2 separate regions of the Sus scrofa genome follow, and region 1 is linked to region 2. The links are chromatin contacts, called in public HiChIP or PLAC-seq maps. All regions are on one chromosome and are shown on one strand. Each heading gives the region's core, a stretch centred on a gene start, on an enhancer-like site or on the middle of the called end of the contact. The rest is flanking DNA. Distances are from core to core; before and after follow the strand shown. Region 1 overlaps GATAD2B (transcriptional repressor p66-beta). Region 2 holds the start of DENND4B (DENN domain-containing protein 4B).

Region 1 (6,996 bases), core at 1,404-3,903, 110 kb before region 2:
CCACATGGACTGTGGGGATCATACAGATGACTCCTCTAAACTAGAAGGAACTAACTTTTGAGAAAACCCAACCTGGGCAGGTGAGAAGAAGTCAGAATTCTTACCTGTTCCTGCTGTAGGGCTTTAACAAAAGCGTTCTTCAGCCTGTTGGTGTGTTCTGCCTTTAGAGCTTTCTTCTGGTTGGAGGTCATACATTGCTCACATAGAATCTTACCATTCTTTTCTTGCTTCCAGTGAGGGGTGAAATCTGTGCGGCACTGGGCACAAACAAAGGGTTCGACCCGCAGAAGTGAGGCACAGCTTTTCCCTACATGCCAACAAAAAGAATAATCAGTGGTTTTTATATTTCCTCTTTATCTCCTATTTCTCTTCATCAGATGGATCTTTTCCCAGAAGTTTATTCTGTTGATTAAGAAAGTGACTCTAGGAGTTCCCATTGTGGCACAGTGGAAACAAATCCAACTAGTATCCATGAGGATGCAGGTATGATTCCTGGCCTTGCTCAGTGGGTCGGGGATCCATGAGCTGCAGCGTAGGTCGCAGACGCGGCTCAGAATACGGGAATTCTGTTGCTGTGGTTGTGGCTGTGGCAGGTAGCAACAGCTCCGATTAGACTGGGAACCTCCATACACTGCCGGCGTGGCCCTAAAAGGACAAAAGACAAAAAAAAAAAAATGACTCTAGGAGTTCCCTTTGTGGGCACAGTGAAAACAAATCCAACCAGTATCCATGAGGATGCTGGTTTGATCTCTGGCCTCGCTCAGTGGGTTGGGGATCCAGCGTTGCCATGAGCTGTAGTGTAGGTCACAGATGCGGCTTGGATCCCGAATTGCTGTGGCAGTGGCCAGCAGTTGTAGCTCAGATTTGACCCCTAGCCTAGGAACTTCCATATGCCACCAAGTGCAGCCCTAAAAAGCAAAAAAAAAAAAGGAGAGACTATAATTTATAAAATAATTCTATTTCATTTGATAACAGCAGTTAAGGGAATTAGTACTATCTCCATTTACAAATGAAGAAACTAAATGTAAGAAGCATAACTCCTAAATGACAAAGCTGGAACAAGAACCCAAGTTTTCTGATTTCCTATGATAAAATGCTAGGAAGAAAATACGAGTCAATTCAGAATGGAAGGGCTCTACCTAATTCAGCCAAAACTTTTGTTTCTTAGAGTCTCTACCTCAGACTATTACTTATCCCTATCACATACATTCATAATTTTTACTTATCAGTGTCCGAATTATTCATTGATCTGTTTATAACCAATATTGGGCCCATTAGGCACTCTCCTCTACTGTCAGGTGTTCCCCTAAGTCTTTATGTTTAGAAATTCAGGCTCAATAACTTCTGTTAGCATAGACTATGTGATGTTAATAATTTAGAATTTGATTCAGTGTTGGTTAACAGCTTTTATGTGGTTATAGTTATCTTTATCAGTCTATTAACTATAAGCACTCAAACACCAGGGACTGAATAACACAGCACAATGCCACATAAACACTGATATTAAAAACAGGGGTTCTGGGAGTTCCTGTCGTAGCTCAGTGGTTAACGAACCCAACCAGTAACCATAAGGTTGTGGGTTCGATTCCTGGCCTCACTCAATGGGTTAAGGATCCGGTGTTGCTGTGAGCTGTGGTGTAGGCCGGCAGCTGTAGCTCTGATTCGACCATTGGCCTCGGAACCTCCATATGCCGCAGGTGTGACCCTAAAAAGACAAGAGACAAAACAAAACAAAAAACAGATGTTCTGGGAGTTCCTGCTGTGCTACAGCAGGTTAGGGATCTGGTGTTGTCTCTGTGGCAGCATAGGTTCAATCCCTGGCCAGGTGCAGTAAGATAAGGATCTGGTGTTGCCACAGCCATGCCATAGGTCACAGCTGCAGCTCCAATCTGAATTACTGGCTCAGGAACCTCCACACCCAACGGTGTGGCAAAAAAAAAAAAAAAAAAAAAAGAGTTCCCGTCATGGCTCAGTGGTTAACAAATCCAACTAGGAACCATGACGTTTCGGGTTCGATCCCTGGCCTTGCTCAGTGGGTTAAGGATCCGGCGTTGCCGTGAGCTGTGGTGTAGGTCACAGATGCGGCTCGGATCCCGCGTTGCTGTGGCTCTGGTATAGGCCGGCAGCTACAGCGCCGATTCGACCCCTAGCCTGGGAATCTCCATATGCCATGGGAGAGGCCCTAGAAATGGCAAAAAGACAAAAAAAGAAAAAGAAAAAGGTGTTCTAGTCTTTAAATTATGTATGCATCATGCTAGGCACATTTAAAAGAACTAAGGAATATACTGCAAAAAATAGATAAGCTACACTATACACACAATAAAAACATTAAGCCTAAGATATACACACACACAAAAAGCTTTTTGATATGGTGCTCCCAAAGAGCCTCTGAATAAGGGATGGGACATAGTCTGGCAATAGTAAGGAGAGATTATTCAGTATTACATAGTGCCCTGTGATACTCTGCCTGTATCAATCAGGTGTGGCAACTGCCTACTCAGATAAAAAGATTGAGCAGAAAAAAACAGCTTTACCTTGGCTGTCGATGACACTCTGTACAACTTCTTCCAAGCCTACCATGTAGATGAACTCGCTATTGGCTGCACTAGGCAGGAAATGAAGCAAGGGAGCAGGTGGTTTAGGGGGTGGAATCTCCAGGAGTGTCTTTTCCAGCTGTTTGCGAAGAGCCAATTTGGCTGCAGCCTGTGAGTTGGCAGCATCAGTCATGGCGCTGGGGCTAGGAAGTGGTGAGGACACTCTGTTCACGGTCCCTGGCTGGATATGGGAGGCAAGGTTCATATAGATGGCAGAGGATGTTGTGCGCTGACAGGGAACAGAAGAACTTGACTGCTGAAACAGATTGAGACAGACTGAGTATAGGGGTCAGTAATCGTATGTGGGAGAAAAAAACAATTCTTACTTTTGAGGCAGGGAATACTACCTGATCCTAGTGTGAACTACTTAGCTCCCCTCAAGCTCAGAAAAAGACATGAGGCATCCAACTTCAGTGAAAAAGGACTCTGGCACATAGGAAAGGAGAAAGATAGTGGCTATGAACTAAAATTGCTAAGAGAAAAATAAAGATTTGGAATGTTTTGTCATATATTCTTATGCTTCTTATTCCCTAGATTCTTTTATCTCTTTCTTCTAGAGAGCTTTTAGCTTACTGCTGCTCTGCTGCTCTCTTCTCCACTACTATAGTCATATAATTTCTCAATGTTTCTACTTTTTGGGACTGCTGTCAACCCACCAAAATTAGGACAAAATTTGTTGTCTTAGAGTTTCTCAATGTCCAAAAAACTTAAAATCTATGATTCTTTCAACCAGGAAAGTAAATAAAAGACAGCTATGTTTCCACATTGGGGCTCCCTCTTACCGGCTGGTAATTGATAGCAGGATTCATATTGGGTGTTGTAGTGCGTACAAGGCCAGGCTTAGGTGGGCCCCGCTGACCCTGTAGCTGGGCTGGGTTTGGTGCAATCACACGCTGAGACATCAACATGTGTGGGAGGGTGGTGTTGGTCGCTGAACGGATGACACTGTGACCCTGAAGGGGAAGAAGAGGAAAAGATACAGTCCTAGGTGGTAAAATGCCCCACAAAATGCCAAAGAGAAAACACTACCTATAACATATAGCTAAGTGGAAACACAGAAACACAATAATTTCATCTAATGGACTATGGGAAAAATCATCATCATCAAAAACCTGATTAGTGGCTAGAAAGTCCCGGGCCTTCCCCCCACCCCCGCAATTGCCCCCAATGCATATGGAAGTTCCTGGGCCAGGGATGGAATCCAAGCAGGAGCTGCAAACTACATCACCGCTGTAACAAGTCCCTGGCTTTTTTTTTGGTATAAGCTATTTAAACCTATATGGAAAAGAGGTAAGCTGGAAAGCACCGGTGTAGAAAGACTGCAATGGAAAAATAAGTTATTCATCTTTCTACTGTGGACTAAATCATGCCATAAAGGTCCAACAGGACCATCTATAGTAATAACACATCTATCAAGGCCAATTCTTCTATGATCTTCACAAAAGTCCTAAAACAGAGAGAGGATAATAGGGCCCCCTGACACTAAGATCCCACTATGGGTCACATACCTGTAATGTTCTCAAATTCTGAGGTTCAACCCCTTGGGCCCCAGGCCGGGAGGGAAGCTTGGACAGGCCTTGTTGTCCCACATGGGCAGGAGATGGCTGCACAATAGACGCTGCATTCTGTACAACTGGAGTCTGAGAGAGAAGAGAGACAGTGGAAAAAATGCTAATAATCAGAGGTAGAAATCTGGTACACTTCTAGACTTTCAAAACTCCCTGTCAGTCTGAAGCTCTTGTTGACCAGAAGGGAAATGAGTAAAACAGAATCAAGGTTTTCCTGATTAAGGCCCAAGATAAAAAAATATTCCACAGTTCCTGCTGTGGCACAACGGGATTGGCGGCGTTTCTGCAGCATTGGGACACATGTTTGATTCCCAGCCTGGCATAGCGGGCTAAGGATCTGGAGTTGCTGCAGCTGTGGCATAGGCCACAAGTGTGGCTTGGATCTGATCTCTGGCCCTGGAGCTCCATATGCCATGGGGCAGCCAAAAGAGAAGAAAAAAAAATTGTTCCTAAAGACAGAACCAGAGACAAAAAAGGCACCCAGCTCAATCTACCTGGGGTAGACCATTCTCAAACCAGTTTTTCTTTGCTTTCTGCAGGTCCCTTATTTCTCAAGCACAGTACCTTCTGGACTACATTTTCTTTTTGTAGCTGACTCTGTCTCAGTTTCTTTAACAGCACCAGTCGGGCTTCTTCCAATCGCAGCTCATCCCTCAGCTGCTTGATGAGCTGCTGCCGTTCCTCAATGCCTTTCCCCTGAGGAAACATGGAGAACATCAGCTATGGTAGCAGATCCTCAGAGACCTTTCCTGCAACACCTCTTCCTTTAGGTCCAAAACCTTCATCTTCCACAAGAAGCCCAAGTGGCAATGGAATTGTTATCTCTGTGTCCCTAGCACACAGCAGAACTGGCACAGTTCCTAGTGTTCAGTAGGTACTAAAAAAAATGTTTACAGAATGAAAGGAGGGACCACATATAATTGCTAATCAACTAGATTCCTGGCAAAATAGAAGAGTGGCATAAGAAAGACATTACTTTCCTTTAAAAGAATGTTTCTCAAGCTTTTAAAGCTATGTTTCCTCTAGAAATACATTAACTAAGGAATTCCTCCACATTCTGAGACCCAGGAAAGAGTATAGAGAGTATCCTTCCAGTTAAGTTTACTTTATGTGACTTGAATTATGAAGTTTTCATTTTACAAAAAGTTATATTGAATATGCTTTTTCAAACTGTTTTCTCCACTTGATTCTAATAGTTCCCTGTAAAAGGGCATGCCCTTGAGGTTAAGAATCACTTACTAAGTGTTTCAGGAGTTCCTGTCGTGGCTCAGTGGAAACGAACCTGTCTAGGATCCATGAAGATGTGGGTTCAATCCCTGGCCTTGCTCAGTGGGTTAAGGATCCAGTGTTGCTGTGAGCTATGGTGTAGGTCACAGACATGGGTCGGACGGATCCCACGCTGCTATGGCTGTGGCATAGGCTGGCAGCTGCAGCTCCAATTCGACCCCTAGCCTGGGAGCTTCCATATGCTACAGGTGTGGCCCTAAAAACAAACAAAAAAAGTTTCATCAATGGGTACTTATTTAGATTCAAAAAATAAACACTAAAAAAAAGAAATGAGGCTCTCAGGGAATTAAAAGAGAATAGGAGAGTCAAGAAATGAAGAAAAGAATCTTTCTTTTACCTTAAACATCTCTAGGTTGGCTGCTTTGAGTCTTTCTTCCATTCGGGAGCTGGAACGGGGACTGGAAGCCTCATTATCAGACAAAACAATGATGTCTGGAGAGGGAGTTAGCCTTCCTCGGTCTGGCTCACTAGACAAAAGGAAAAATTATGGTATTTCCAACAGTGAAAGTTCACAGAAAAGTTAAGAAAACTTTTCTACACCAAATGAAGAAGTCCAAGGGAACTTAAGTCTGTTCTGATTCACCCAGGGGAAGACAGAGGCATCCAAGTGCTAGGATAAAGAAGACATCAAGATGTAAGTGGTGACAAGACCTCAGCAAAAGTACTTTTCCCATCTAAATTCTTTACAGAGGATGCAGACAGAAAGACACTGACTTTAGGAATGGGAATAAGAAACAAGCATTTCCATTATACAGATTTTAACCAAAATTCCAAATGTTTTCTTTTTATTTTACCCTCCTTTGGGTTGTCTTGTTACACAGATGCTCAAGGAGGAAATGGTTAGCTTGACAAGGGAAGAATGGCAAAGGCAGTTGAGCCTATATGTCCACTCCAGGTACAGATGATATGTTGCTTGGAAGGTAACTCATGATACTGAAACAACATGGTCCTGGTCATCTGATGATTTATAAGAAAGGAGGTTATGTGACAACTCTAGTGATAGTCTATCCTGTCAAGACATAAGGCCAAAAAGGTACTACTGTCAGTGGCTTAAAGGAATGGATAGTGTTAAGTATACTGTCTACAGCCTTCTGGAGGATTAAACTCCAGAACTAAATATATGGGATGTGCATCCTGAGATGCCAGAGTTCAACTTAGCATCCTGCCCCAGAGAGAAACTGTCTAGAGATGACTTTGAAATTTAAATCTTTGAAATTTAAATCTTCCTGGAGATCCCTTTGTGGCTCAGTGGTTAATAAACCTGAGGATGTGGGTTCAATCCCTGGCCTTGCTCAGTGGGTTAAGGATCTGGCGTTGCCGTGAGCTGTGGTGTAGGTTGCAGACGTGGCTCGGATCCCATGTTGCTGTGGCTGTGGCGTAGGCCGGCAGGTACAGCTCCAATTTGATCCCTAGCCTGGGAACCTCTATATGCTGTGAGTGTGGCCCTAAAACAGCAAAAAAAAAAAAGAAATCTAAATTTTCCACACTGGCTGTGCCCTATGCCTAATCCTACTTATTAGACAACTCTAGTTTGGTCTTTCTGGGAC
Region 2 (6,758 bases), core at 2,500-4,999:
CCCTGTGAGGAGGTATTATTTTCCCCAACTTACAAGTGAGGAAACAGGCCCAGAGGGGCTCGTGACCTGCCTAATGTCACACGGCTAGCCAGCAGCAGCACTGGTACACAAACCCAAATCTGTGTGAGGATTAAGTACACACAACTTCAGGCCCTTCTCCCTGGCCTCTAGCCCACTCTCTTCAGACTCCCATTGCACCTCCCTCATCCCATGCCCCTGCTTCTCCCCAGATCTCCTCCCAGCCTCCCCTGGTGCCAGCATGGGGAGATGCACACACCCCAGTTCAACGAGGGGGGGCTTGTCACGGCCCCTGCGGTAGCAGATGACGGGCTGAGTTCCACCCAGGAGGCCAGCACTGAGTTCCAAGGGGTGGCCCCCAGTGGAAGCCTGGATGCAAGTGTAGCCCTGGGGCACCTCCTCGCCCAGGGCCCTGGCGATGACTGCCACATCTGTGATGGGCTCAGCTGGCCGGGGAGGGCGCAGGGGCCCACTGGGTTCAGGCACCCATGTTTCCTCGGGGATGGGTGCTCCATCCCCTGCAAGCCCAGCTATCACGAAGTAATCCACCAGCCGGGGGGGCCGCTCCTCCGCCATGGCCCCCCCTCGCTCACTGCATCTGGAATGGTCAAGTGGGGGAGAGACGAAGTGAGGAAGGCTGGTGTTGCCATGGCAATCAGGGTTCCCACCCCCCCTTCCTAGTCCTTTCAAGGAAAAGCAGGACCAGTAGCCAACCAATCCTGAACGCTCCCGCCTGTGACATCACCGAGCCCTCGAAGCCCACCACAGCTCCTTAAAGAGACCAAGACCCTCTCTCTCAGTGGTACCAGCCCTCTTCCCAGAGAACCCAACCTCCACTATGCTGCACAGAGCCATCCTGGGCTCTGACATCATATACTTTCTGTATCCCTTTTAAAGGCCCCACCCCTCTCCACTCCCTAACATAACAAAGATCACAGTCTTTTCAGTAACAGCCTGCAATGACATCATTCATTCTGGCCGTGACATCATGCCAACTTTACAGTCTTTATAAGGTTTTCCGCCCTTAGCACTAGTCGACATTCTAAGAACCTCATGAAAGAGGCCACCTCTAGGTTTTTGTGAAGACCCCCACAAGACCCAAGCTTTAAGTGTCTTTTCACCAGACTCAAAAGCATCCTTTTTCCTAACCTAACTCCACCAACCTGACCAAAAAACCAGTGCCCTCCCACTCCCAGGAGCCTCAGGTGTCCCCAGTTAGTCCAAAGCATCTGTGGCAGACAGTCCCAGCCAGCCCCAAGCCCTCCTCCATGGAGCCCAGAGATGGAAACAGGCCCACCAACAGGCCTTCAGTATCTCTTCTCACCTGCCTCCATGGCCCAACCCCAGGGAGTAGGAGCCCCAAGGGTCCCGGGGTGCCCCAAGAAGTTGGAAAAGAGCTTGGTGGGTGGCTTGCAGCAGAGGATCAGAGGCGTGGGGGCTGCTTCAGAGGGGAAGGGAGGTGACTTCCTGAAACAGTGGAGGGGAAGCTGCAGCTCAGCGGAAGTTAGCCTATGGGTGTGTGTGTGTGGTGGGGGGGGGGGGTACTGTGGAAGGTGCCAGCACAGCATCCAGCCAAGTTGGAGTCTGAGACTAAAGGACCGGGAGCACGGCAGGAGGCTCAGACTGGATCCAGGATGTACAGTCCTACTTAACCTCCCACCTTTTCCCACAGAAGAGGGATGCAAGGGAATCTCACGGAGCCAGGCTGGCTCTCCTTAACCTGGCCTCTGGCCACACACACGCACATCAACCCCAGCTAAATTTAGTCTCCACATCTGCGAGGTGAAGCCAGGAGTCAGCGTCAGACTCCTGATTTAGCTCTGGGGCACAGCCCCGTGCCTCGTCCACCGCAGGCAAATGGGAGCCCTATGCCCTGTGCCCGGGTAGCAGGCGGGAACCATGAGGTGGGACCAGCAGAGGGGCGACAGGCCCCCATGGGCAGGATCTGCGCACCCGGGCCTCCCTTCACCGAGCCAGGAAAGAGTCCTGCAGAAGGCACCCTTTCTCCCTGCGGAAGGCAAGGGGCAGGGAGCGCTGCTCCGGGTCCCAAGGCCCACAAGCCGGGCGACGGGAAGTTTGGGTTGGGGCAAAGGGCGCGCTGAGCGGGAGGAAGCTGAGGAGGGAGCGGGAGGGTTGAGAGGAGCGGGCGCGCCGGCGGCCGGGGATGTGACGGCAGCAGCGCCGGCCGCCGCGTGACCCGAGCCGAAGGGAGGGGTGCTCGGGCTCCGGACCCGCGGGAGCAGGAGGGGTGCAGGGCGCCTGGGCACAGCTAGCTAACTCCGGGATGCGCCCTCCCCTCCACTTTCACTTCCCCAGGAGAGAGGAACCGGAACCAGATGTGCAGCGCCGAAGAACAGCTGGGGGAGAGCCCCCGCCCGGCCGGCGCTCCCTCCCTTCCTTCCCCGCCCGCTGCCCCGCCCGGCCAAGCCCCTACCTGCCTGCCCCGCGACTCCCCGGCCGGCCGGCCCGCAGGCGGGTGGCTCGGAGGGCGGGCTGGCGGGCCGGCGGGCGGCGGGGCTACCCGGCCCCGGACATGGCGCACCCGACTCGGGCGCCGCTCCCGCTGGAGCGGCGAGTGAAGGAAGAAGAGGCGGCTGAGGGCGGCGGGGCGCGGGGCGCTGTGGAGGGAGATCCGGGCGCTCCCAGCGTCCCCGCCGAGCTGCGCCACGCGGGGACTGTGCTGCCGCGCCGCTCGCTCGCGCTGCCCGGTCCTCCCGGCTCCCGCTGCACTGGGGGCCGGGTGCTCCTCCGCGCGCCCCGCTTTCTCCGCTCCCCCCACCCCCCTCCCGGGCTGCGGGCGCTGCCGCTCCCCCCACCCCCCTCCCCGGTCGGCGGCCGTGACCCTGGCAGCGCCTGCCCAGCGCCCGGCCGCCTGCAGCGCGACCCCTGGCGGCTGGGAGGGCCCCTTGCACGCAGGCGACTTGCCACCAGCCAGCCATAGCCGCAGGACACTGACCCCAGGCGGCCCTTGAAGTCCAGGGCGCGCTCCCGTCCCGCCCTTGGTCCTAGTCAGATGAGGTCTGCCTGCCTGGGTGAAGGCCCTGAAAGCCTGGTTTCTGGAGACCCAGGTGGCTCCCCCTACTTCCAGGTTCAGTCCCTCCTACATTCCCTTCCAGGCTAAGCCAGAATCTCTCAGTTCTCTTTTCTGAAAACGACAAGTTTTGGAAAGGGGAAGAGAAGAAGCCAGGGTGTGGAAAAGCAGCAGAGATGGGGGCAACGAAGGAGGGGCCCTACTCTCCTGACTGCTGTGTGGGGAAGAGAGGAGAGCAGAAGCTCAGATGGGAAGGATTCCAACCCAAGCCAGAAAAAGGCAACGTCCTCAAAACAAAGTTGGCACGCAAGCCTCAGCGAATGAATGAGAAGAGTGGAGAGCACGGAGTGAATTCGTGCCTAGTGAAGGGGCAGGAATGGGATTTATGGGCTTCCCTGAGACCTAGAGGCATGGGGTCCGAGACAGGCTGGTACCACACCTAACTTCCAGGTCCTCTAGGCTTAAAGGACCATAAAGAAGAGGGAGCCGACCTGAGACCTACCTGGTGCAGGTAGTTTTTAAATACTCTCTCCTTGGGGGCCTTAGCAGTGAGACCAGCTACCCTCCTGGGAAAGCTGGGGTCATTGTACCAGAAACGTTCAGAACCCAGAGCTCAGCCAGCAGTCACCTCCTCACCTCCCAACTCACTGCCAGGCCTCACGGTTGAGGAAGAGCAGTAGCTTGTCTGGCCAGAGTCCTTGTCCTCTGATGCCGCTGCAGCAAGGTCCTGGTCACATGAGAGGGCATACATCCGTCCTACCACAGGAGCCTACACCCAGCCTGGACCTCCATATCCAATGCTGCGTACAAATTCTGAGGCTGGGGGGCACCTTCCACCAACCACATGGCATTGACAAGATGCAAAACCGCGTAACCGACAAAAGGGCCTGCACCCCAAGAACCTCCTAGATCCCCGTTGCATCCCAAACAGTAGCCAACCACACCATGGGTTTGATATGATTTTTTTATTAACATATAATATATTTAATAAAAAATAATATCCACTCTGGCTCTTTCCTCCATTGCAAGGGGAAGAGTGGCGAGGAGGGGCTGGCACTGCCCACCCCTAGGCATCCGGACAAGCCCTGCCTCCGGGGCTCCCCTCTACCCCCCTGCTTTCCAACAGGCTCTGACCTCCAGACAGACGGTTCAAAGTTACAAGTGCTTCAGGCCCTCCCTTGAGCTCCCCTAGGCCCACCCTTTGTGCAGAATTTAGGGGCCACCTGGACACACCCCTTGCTTCTTCTCATTCTTAGGATCCCTCGTTCACGTTAGAAAGAGGATCTGGGGGCAGAGAGTGGAGTCTCTACTGGCCAGGGGGAAGGGAGAAAAGGGACAGTGACGGCGGGGGACAGGGCCGAGGAGAGGGATGGCGATCAGGTGCCCTCACTGCAGCCGGTCACTGCGGAACGAGTCCTCCACAGCAGGGTCGGGCAGCAGGGCACAGGGGTCGCTCAGCATGTTGAGCCCCTCCAGGCCCAGTGGCTCCATGCGCAGCTCCTCCTCCAGCCCCAGGCCCAGCTCCAGCCCAGCCGTGGACACCTCGAAGCCAGGCACTCCAGCCAAGGCTGCCGCAATCTCCTTAGAGAAACCTGGGGAGGATTCTCCTGTGTGGGCAGAACAGACAGGTGAGGACCCCACACCCTGTCAACGCCTCCAAGGTCCCCTTGGCCTCCTGCCGCGCCACCCAATGTGTCACGCCCTCCTTCCATCCCCTGTTACCAGCCACATTTCTTACCCGTGAGGATGATGTTGGGCCCTGAGCCATGGCGGGAACAGTGGGTTAAGTTCTGGTGGTTGAGGGTGTGGGGCTCCTGGGGGCCACTCACTGGCCCCTCACCCCCTAAAAATCCAGGCCCTTCGGAAAAGCCAGAGGCATCCAGCGCCAGGCTGGTGGATGGGTTGTCCATGCTGAACGGCTCCAGCTACGGACACACAGACAGGCCTTGAGGAGGAGGCCTTCAGAAGAGGGTGCCCCTGCCTGCCTGTGCCTAGCCCGGCTGACACATCCCCCGGCCCAGAGATCTTCACACACACCCCTACCCCATCCCCCGCCACCACAGGAACAAAAGCAGAGACAGAGGGAGATGGGCACAAGCAGAGCGACAGAAGTGAGCAGAAGTGAGCACGGGGCCCCAAGTAGGTGTGGGCACCGTACCTACTGGGACAGAGCACGCATGTGCCAGGAAGACAACGGGTCAAAGCAGTAGTCATCAAAGAGCAAGCTGCACGGAGGTAGCTGGGGGAGAGGGGCGGGAGTGGGGGTCAAACGCAGGAAGAGAGGAACCCCAAGCTGGCGAGGCTAATACCTGGCAGGGAAGGAAGAAGGATCTCCTCCACCTAGATCTCCCAATTCAGAGGGCCCCGCGACACTGCTCAGGCTCTTTGGACCCACCTCCAGCTCCCCCCACCCGCTTCTGAGCTAGGGCCCCCCGGGTACTCACGTTCCCCAGGCTGAAGTCACCCATTGGCCGGTGGTAAGACTGCTGCCCATGCCCACTGGAGCCGGGTGGGTACAGCATGCCATAGTGCAGCTGCCTGCCCGGGGGCTGCCCACCCGAGGGCTGCACTGAGCAGGCTTGAGATGGCAGCCCTGGCTGCTGTAGAGGCTTTGGGGTGGGAGGCTGGGTGGGCAGAACCAAACTCGGGGGGCTGTATGGGTATGGAGGCAGCCGCTGGTCAGTGGGCAGCTTACTGGTGTCCAGGGGGACGCCCTGAAGAGAAGCAAGGAAAAAGCGGGGAGCTTAGCCCTCAATGTAGCCCTAAGAGGACCTCTTTGTCAGGGCTTCCTGCCAGCTGAGCTGCGCCCAGCCTCAACACCAACCCCATCATGTACACTGGGCATCACTGGAGTGTGCCACCCAAAAATACATCTCAGGAGTTCCCATTGTGGCACAGTGGAAACGAATCGACTAGGAACCATGAGGTTGCGGGTTCGATCCCTGGCCTTGCTCAGTGGATTAAGGATCCAGCATTGCCGTGAACTGTGGTGTAGGTAACAGACAAGGCTCGGATCCTGTGTTGCTGTGGCTGTGGTGTAGGCCGGCGGCTAGGCCTCCGATTCAACCCCTAGCCTGGGAACCTCCATATGCCGCAAGTGCGGCCCTAAAAAGACAAAAAAAAAAAGGAATCTCAGAATGCAAGTGACTCAGTGAGGTTAACATAAGAATACTTTTGAATCCACTCCAGGAGTCAACTATTCCTAAACCTTGGTACTTTTAACTACGACTGCTAACCAACTACTCACAAGCGACCGACCACACAACAGTGACCTTAAGAACTGCTGTTCTAAAGCCTTGGAGAGGCCAGAGGGAGAGCGAGAGGAAGGAGGGAACACAGACTCACTGCAGGTTCTAAGACACAAGAGCCCGCTGGCCTGGCATTAGTCTCTCCTACAGAAAAGGGGTCCTGCATAAAGATGGAACATAGAACATACATTCCAGGGAAGAACAATCAAGGAGGAGGGGAAAGAAGGGTAGAGGAGGGGGAAGAGGAGCATTAGGGCGAAAGGAGAAGGGGGCAGAGAGAGCAGAAGAGAAGGATGGGAGGGAGGGGAGAGCTGAGAATGCTAAACCCTAAACCAAGAATCGTTAGTTCTGGTCTTAACTCTTCCTGTCGTGCTGTGTAAGTCTAGGAAAATCACTCTTCCTCTGGGCCCCAGCCTCCTCATCTGTAAAATGAAGGGGCCAAGCTCCATGATCTGACAGCC

Evidence for each region. HiChIP or PLAC-seq counts read pairs in DNA pulled down with a chosen protein or histone mark.
Region 1: an H3K27ac HiChIP or PLAC-seq map of skeletal muscle shows a contact between it and region 2. The contact joins the enhancer-like site here to the promoter of DENND4B in region 2. A contact is called at or near these places in 1 of 5 promoter capture datasets (liver), 4 of 47 Hi-C or Micro-C datasets (epiblast stem cells, fibroblasts, liver and 1 more) and 2 of 2 datasets of contacts at active chromatin or transcription factors (alveolar macrophages and skeletal muscle).

What each region holds. Positions count from the first base shown.
Region 1 is chr4:95,851,593-95,858,588 of Sscrofa11.1, reverse strand. It overlaps GATAD2B (transcriptional repressor p66-beta), which reads right to left. Exons shown (of 11, transcript XM_021089804.1): 3 at 5,787-5,916; 4 at 4,727-4,858; 5 at 4,103-4,234; 6 at 3,377-3,547; 7 at 2,535-2,847; 8 at 105-307. Among named protein-coding and RNA genes, the nearest start is that of SLC27A3, 49 kb to the left of the region's middle. Within about 2 kb of position 2,653, at least 1 of the 83 cell types and tissues checked has an H3K27ac peak or open chromatin away from gene starts, as enhancers often do. A contact at or near this core is called in skeletal muscle, where this site is marked.
Region 2 is chr4:95,742,869-95,749,626 of Sscrofa11.1, reverse strand. It overlaps DENND4B (DENN domain-containing protein 4B), which reads right to left and starts at 3,749. Exons shown (of 28, transcript XM_013997083.2): 1 at 2,975-3,749; 2 at 278-616. The coding sequence starts at 594. It overlaps CRTC2 (CREB-regulated transcription coactivator 2), which reads right to left. Exons shown (of 13, transcript XM_021089801.1): 11 at 5,494-5,763; 12 at 4,788-4,974; 13 at 3,997-4,656. The coding sequence ends at 4,436.